Regions from separate parts of the Oryctolagus cuniculus genome. Here region 1 is linked to region 2. The links are chromatin contacts, called in public Micro-C maps. All regions are on one chromosome and are shown on one strand. Each heading gives the region's core, a stretch centred on a gene start, on an enhancer-like site or on the middle of the called end of the contact. The rest is flanking DNA. Distances are from core to core; before and after follow the strand shown.

Evidence for each region. Hi-C and Micro-C count contacts between places; a contact is called where the count stands out from the background.
Region 1: a Micro-C map of ear pinna shows a contact between it and region 2, with 4 times the contacts expected there. The contact joins the promoter of WDFY3 here to the promoter of CDS1 in region 2. A contact is called at or near these places in 2 of 6 Hi-C or Micro-C datasets (ear pinna and an unstated tissue).

The regions. Positions count from the first base shown.
Region 1 is chr8:80,213,515-80,216,892 of mOryCun1.1, forward strand. It overlaps WDFY3 (WD repeat and FYVE domain containing 3), which reads right to left and starts at 1,735. Exons shown (of 68, transcript XM_070047898.1): 1 at 1,608-1,735.
Region 2 is chr8:79,803,742-79,807,493 of mOryCun1.1, forward strand. It overlaps CDS1 (CDP-diacylglycerol synthase 1), which reads left to right and starts at 2,446. Exons shown (of 13, transcript XM_002717047.5): 1 at 2,446-2,965. The coding sequence starts at 2,846.

The DNA.
Region 1 (3,378 bases), core at 485-2,984, 410 kb after region 2:
TTTTGTGGGGCCCCATCTTTCTGAGAATGTGATGACTATGTTGATTCTCTATCTAGACTGAAAAAACAGGCTACATTCAGCATATGATTTGTAGGGATTCAAGGACCCTCTGAAGCACATGAAATTAACAATGCCTAAGGTAAACTCTTCAAACTGTAAAGGTGAGCAGCAGAATTTAAGAATCTTCAAAGTAGAAAATCCAACAAATGTCAGAATAGTATACTTTTACTAGTTTTTTACAGATTTTACTATCATTTCTAATTCACATCTCCTTTCTGAAGAAATTAAGTTAGAAGCCTATTTCTCACAGGAGTCAATTTCAACTCAGGAAAAGAAATTCATTAGAAAACCGTATTTCCAGCAGCTTGAGACAGAATGGCTCAAAGTGTAACACATTCCACGAGTGCTCAAATATCATAGGAAGAGTTCTCAATCTAATGCAATATTTATTTTTAAATGCAAAAAATCACACAAAGCTAATTCCTAAACATAGAGCCCTAAAACAACGTTTCAATTTTCTTTTTAAAGTGGAATTTATTTTTTACTAGATCTGTGTAACAACACCACATTCTCTTTGGGCTTGGGTGTGTGTTTTTTATAATTCAGCATATTCTTGGTTCTGTTTTCTGCTATACTTACTTGCTATGATACTTGATGGTAGAAATGAATTGTTCCAAACCTGTTTTTCTTTTTTTAATTGTTTGGTCTTCAGACTACATAATAACCAGTTGGCACTAACCAACTCATGCCCATTACTTAAAAATAGTTTGTCGTATGCATCAGCACCATTTCCCCACAGAAAATACTTAACCATTTTTAGGGTACTCGAAGTCCAAGCAAGGGTTCACATATATGGTAAACATCCTTTCTAGCTGCTTTTATCCAATAATTCCTTTGAAAGGAAGACCCAGTATCGTAGACCCCAAAATTAATCAAAGAAACGCTGCACCTCAGGCTCAAACATCTGCCAGATGGCTTTTGGTCAAAAGGTCACATTTGCTTTTGAAACCCTGCTGTAACCGTGAATGTCTGCGATGCCATCACATCCCCTGTCCAGGGAACACGAGCATCGCTGGTCCCTGGCCAACGAGAAGGCTTCCGGCACTGGGCGTAGTAGCGGAGAGCCAGGAGAGGCCCGCAGCCCTGGAGACAGCGCCCGAGGGATGGAGGCCTCCCATGGCTGCACCCGGGCGCAGGGGGCTGCGGGAACAGAGACCCCCGCGGGATGCCGCCGAGGGGCCGGGCCCGACCCCCACGCCTGGGCGCCCAGGGTCGCCAGGTTACGCCCCCACTGCTAACTGGAAGCTACCTCCAGCCGTCTTCTCCCCGATCCCCCGAAACACCCCGGCTCCGCTCCCAGCCGCCCGCCGCCCGTGACCCCGACCCCACCGCGACGGCGCCCTCTCCAGGCCGCAGCAGAGGACGCGGGCCAGGCCGCCGGCCCCCGGGGAGGACAGCAGCTGGGCCGCGGCCTGTCTCCAGGGGCAGCAGAGGCAGGGAGGGCCGCGAGTGGGCAGCGCCTCCGCCCCGCACGAACAAAGCGGCCCCAGCGCGCGGGGCCTGGGCAGCGCCGCCTCTCCAGGGAGCGGGGGGGAGGGGGCACTCACCGGAGGGGCGGCGGGAGGGCGCGGGCGGGCCTGGCCCCGCAGCGAGGACCGCGGCGGGGCCGGGGCTCCGCGCCCGCAGCGCGCTGACGACGAGGAAGGGGCGGCGGGCGCGGCGTCCGCGGCGGGGCCCGGGAGCCCCCGCTGCTGGGGACGGGGCCGCGGGGCCGAGCTCGGTTCCGCGGCCGCGAGGTGCGAGAAGCGGTCCACTGGGGCGGGCAGCGGCGCTAGGCGGCCGGGGCAGCGTCGCCGCCGCCTCTCCCTTCTCCAGCCCCGGTCGCTGCTCGGCCGCGTCCTCCTCGCTGGGTCCCCGCCGCCGCCTCAGCCTCCGCGCTCCTCGGGCTCCTCCTCTCCATCAAGGCCGGGCCGACCCGCAGGGACCATCCCGGAAAGTGAGGGGTTGTTGCCGTCTCCCGCAGCTGTTGGTGGCCATCTTTAATCCTCCTCCTCCTCCTCCTCCTGCTTTCTCCACCTCCCGCTGGCTGGCTGACTGACTGACTGGATCCTCCTCTTTCCTCTCCTGCTCCTCCTACCGCGCCGGCCGCAGAAATTGCAGCCTCGCTGCCTCTTCCCCCTCCTGTCTTTCCTTCCTCTTTCCTTACTTCCTTCCCGCTCCTCGCCTCCCGCTTTCCCCTCACGCTCGGCGCCGCCTCCGTTCCCTTCTGCAGGCGGCGGGCACCGGATTCTCCCCGCTGGAGTGGGGCCCCCGCTGGCTCTCAGGCCCCTCTCCCCCGCCTTCCCGAAGCACACACTCCCGCCGCTTCGCCACTTTCCCTCCCGCACCCCGCTGCCCCCTCTCCCGCTGTTTCTCACCCTCCTCAGCCTCAGGGTCTCCAGAGACTCAGCTGTTAAAGGACAACCCGGGTTCCTCCAGCCCTCCCTCACCCTGCACCCATTTGCTGGATGCTGTCAGACGGAGGTGGAAAAACGCAAGACCGCGCGTTCCTGTTACTCCCGCTGGAGTGCCAAGGGCTGCCCGCGCCAAGTGCTGTACCACGCAGCTTTGAACTCCGTCGGGGTCTCCGCGGTGGCCGCCGTCCATTGTTGGCCCCAGGAGCCGGAGAGCCCACTCTCCAACACTGCCCTCCGTCCTTGACCTTGAGTCAGTGGCCTCAAATGTTAGGTTTCCCTTTGCCCTCCTGGAAAGGGCATTATTTAGACCTTTGCAATCCTAACAGTGTTTAGACCAGATCAGAAGTCTTAGGTAAACCTGGAACTGCTAGGGGATCATCGGTTTGTCCCTCTGTTGTTTGTTCCTGCTCAGCCCAGGAGACAATTTGGGTCACGCTTCAGTCCTTGCAATGGGGACAAACCGAGTCAGCAGTTACCAATGTGCTCCCTGAGGCTTGGAGTGGGGAAGTGGAAATACCCTGGCTTTAACGACAAACTTGTTTTTCCTAACACTGCAGTCTACACAAGTTTCAGGATTTCCGCTAACAAACATGAAGCGAGCTGGACTTGCTGTTGGCTTCTTTTTGAAGCCAGTTTGCCTGTGGGGTCAGACCCGTGTGTAATGATTTACCTGCAGCCTACCACAAGGTTCAGCACCACCGACCAAGGCAGCTGACATGATTCGTGAGCACTCTGGGGGTCCCAGTGTCTGCCTCTGTGGGGCACTGGCTCAAGGTTCACCTTGCCCTTCCAGAACAACAGCACCTGTTGTATGCAAAGGTTATCCCTTCAGGGGGGAAGCCATTGTAATCCATAAGCTGTACTTTGGAAATTTATATTCATTAAATAAAAGTTTTTTTAAAAAAAGTTATCCCTTCAACAG
Region 2 (3,752 bases), core at 1,196-3,695:
AATGAAGCACAAGGAAACAAAAGTCTGAGTTAGAGGTCAATAAGACTATTTGTGGTTGAATACATGGTAATACATCTTGAATAAAATCTATAATCCACCATGAGAACATTTCCTAATACATATCAAATTGAATCTCTTCTTTTAAATAAAGATTAATTAATTAATTAATTAATTTGAAAGGTAGTGTTACGGGGGGAGAGGATCTTTCATCTGCTGGTTCACCCTCCCAAGTGATCACAATGGCTGGGGCTGGGTCAGGCAGAAGCCAGGAGCCAGCAGCTTCATCTGAGTCTCCCACATGGGTGCAGTCCCAGGCACATTAGCAGGGAGCAGGATGGGATGGGAGTCCAACCACCATTCATTCGGAACACTGGCATTGCAGGTGGTGGCTTAACCTGCTGTGCCACAATGCTGGTTCAATCTCTTTTTCGCACAAAGTGATTGAGTACCTAAGTCCAATAACGACTTCTTTTTTAAATAATCATACATACTGTATGTGAGGCTACTTGAAAAAATACATTTTCCAGAAACTTTTTGAAACTGTTAGGTATTTCATTTGCTGTACAATACTTCTGCATCCATTCATTGTTTCATTCATGTCGACAGCAAGCATCATTGAGGCACTGTGGCAAGAGTTAGACCTGTAAAAATGAAGAAAGTGTGGTTCATGCTGCCTGGGCTCAGTCTAACCACTCAACTGGTGGCAATTAACCATGAGGAAAACTGAAGGAAATGACCATCTGGGCTGAAATACAGGAGTGTGGAGCTCAGAGAAGGAAAGGGAACTTGGAAAGTTGCTGAGTCAAGGCAGTTTTCACACTGGTTCCACATTTCCTGGGCTAGGGCATACGACGGCTCTGTCACCCATACAGTCCTCTCTTGTTCCCTCCTGCCACTCTGCTATCCGTTTTTCTCCGGCAGTAAAAGGAGAAGAATGTCAAAACAGCTATGAGGTTGATGGGCCAGAAGAAGGTGTTGAGGTGCCTGGCGAGGCCAGGTCCCTGTTGAGGCACTGGGGAAAGGGAAGCTGGATTCCCATCAAGTGAGTGCTGCAGTGGACCTCAGAGGCTGTCCTCCTCGCTATCCACTTCATACACCGAGGCCTAATGGCTTACAGGACACACAACCAGTTACCGGTGTTGGTGGCTCTAAAATCCAGGCTTCTTGGCTCCTGGGAGGGTTGGAAAGGGGCACTTTTAATCCATTTTGCTGGTGGAGTGGGGTAGCCAGAGACGGAAACCTCAACTACTGCCTTCAAGTTTTGTATTTTGATTTTCTTCTTGGCCACCGGGCAGCCAGTCCTTCAAGGAAATGGAGGACAACTGGTTAACTCAGTCACCTACTGTCTTCACGTGAATGTCTGTCAGTCAAAAGACTTTCCTTTCCTGCCACTGTTATTACTCTCCCCGTAAGGAACAACTTACGGTTTCTCTACCTTCTTTTGAAAATATGGCAGCCTAAATTGAACCCACAGCTTTAAAGGTGATGTCTGGTGAGGCAGAATGATGTCCTGCTGTCCATGCATCCTACTTCAGGTGGTCTCATTTGCTATTAAATTTTCAGAGCAACACGTTCCTTATGTGATACTGTCAGTCATGACCTTGAGAAATTTACAGTTGATTTATTTGCATAAGGGCGCTCTCTTGAATATTACCGTGTTTGCACGAAGGCCGTCTCCGTCTCTCTCTCTCCTTCCCTCCCTCCCCGCCTGTCAGCCTGTCAGTAAGGACCAGGTGGCAGCCCTGTCAAGAAAGCTAATCTAACAGGATTGGGGCTGGAATTAACACGGATCTTGTGACCTTCCTATTCCAGCGTGAGCAGCCCGAGGTCCCTGACTGCTCAGCCCGGATCGTCGTCGGCAAGCACGGGTTCTCTATGGACCCGAGGCAGTAAACCTGGCGAGGCTCAACACCCAGCTCCTCCAAGACCGAGCTCTGGTCTGCGTGCTGGCCAGACCGTCCCTTGCGTACCCGGACGCCCAAGGGAGGCAAACCCACGTCCCGTCCTCGGGGTGATGACAGCGGCCTGGAATGCCGCGGAGCTGACGGGTCAGTCCTGCCTGACAGGTTTCCGCTTCCAGACGCCACCGCGGCCCCCCTGGGCTCGCAGCGGGACGCCGTCAGCGCGGCCCAGCGTCTGCGAGCGGCTCCCCTCCAGGTTCTCACGCCTCGCGTCCACGCGCCCGGCCCGCGCCGGCCCTCTTGCACCTGCGCGCTCTTCCCGTCCCCTCCCATCCCGGCCACCTTCCCGCAAAGCGCCCACCTGGTGCGGGCGGGGCCGGCTCGTGACGTCGCGTGGGAGGCGGGGCCGAGGACGCCGCAGTGCAGCGCAGAGGGGCGGGGCGGGGCGTGAGGCGCGTGACCCGGCTGCGGGAGGCCGGCACCGGGACCCAGGTGGAAGCGGCGGGGACCTGCCGACTCGTGGGTCCGGCTCCGGGAGGCGGGGCGGGGTGTGGCCGGGCGCCAGAGCGGGTCAGGCTCCCTCCCTCGCTCCCCGCCCCTGCGCTCCTCCTACCTGGGGCCTGTGTGTGCAGGCGCGCACCTGGCAACCGGCGGCCGCGCTCCGCCGCGTCCCCGCCTACTCGGCTCGGGCCAGGCGCCCCGAGCCTGCCCCGCACCCCGACGCGGCCCCTCCGCCGGCGCCGCGCTCGCTGGAGGCGGCCTCGAGCGCTCGCTCGTTGTTGCCGTTTTGGGGGTGACCCGGCGCGGCGGCGGCGGCGGCGGCTCCATGCTGGAGGGGTGTTAGTGGCTTCGCTGAGCGTCCAGTGCGCGGCCGCCTGCGGGACCCCGCGTGCGGCTCGGGTTTCGGGGCGTTGGAGGAGGCCGCCGCGGCTGCGCTGGAGCGGATGATGTTGGAGCTGAGGCACCGCGGAGGCTGCCCCGGCCCCGGGGGAGCGGTGGCGCCGCCACCCCGCGAGGGAGAGGCGGCCGGCGGCGACCACGAAACCGAGAGCACCAGCGACAAAGTAAGTGGAGCTGCAGGAGGCGCGCCCTCAAGCCCCGCAGGGTTCTGCCTGGGTTCGGGACACCTGGGAGCGGGGTGGGGCGCGCAGGATGTCAGGTAGGAGGCGCGGGCTGTCCGCTGCACCTTACTCCGGCCTGGCTCTCCTTTCTCCTCCCCGGAGTGGGCTCGGGGAGTCAGACCCCAGCGACGGTGCCTTTCCCCGGGATGACGGCGAGCACTGCGGCGCGGGAGAGCTGAGTGATGCCCTTGGGTTGCATTTGCTTAATTCCCGATCCGGCGTCCCTCTCGGGGTGCGGGGATCGCATGGAAGCCGCCCCGCTTGGAGCTGCAGTTTTCTGGAGGCTGCAGCCGCTCTCGGCTTCTCGGTAGAGGGAGCAAAGTTGGGACTAAACTCGAGACGTGCGCCTTCGGTGCCGACCGTCACTGGATCCTGACGCCCCGCGTGCCACCCCGAGTCCACACTCCTCTCCCAGTGTGATGGATTCTGCAGATTTGAGACTGTCGCACACGTGACACAGTTGTGACCTTCCAGCCTCTTTGGAGTCCGTGGCAGACGGTGCGGTTCTTCAGTCTTCCGACAAGTTAATTGATGGGGAGTTTTTACTCCCTTTTCCAGAGATGAACCTTGCTGCACAGTTAACAATACCTGAATGCACCACGACTATTCTGTTTAAAGCTAGCAAAAGTCCATTCGGCTGTGTTTGCATTAGGCAGTGGAACCAGTAAGAACTTTTGGAGAAATGCACTGTTATGACCTTAGGGATCTGACTGGTTTAGGAGATTGGGCC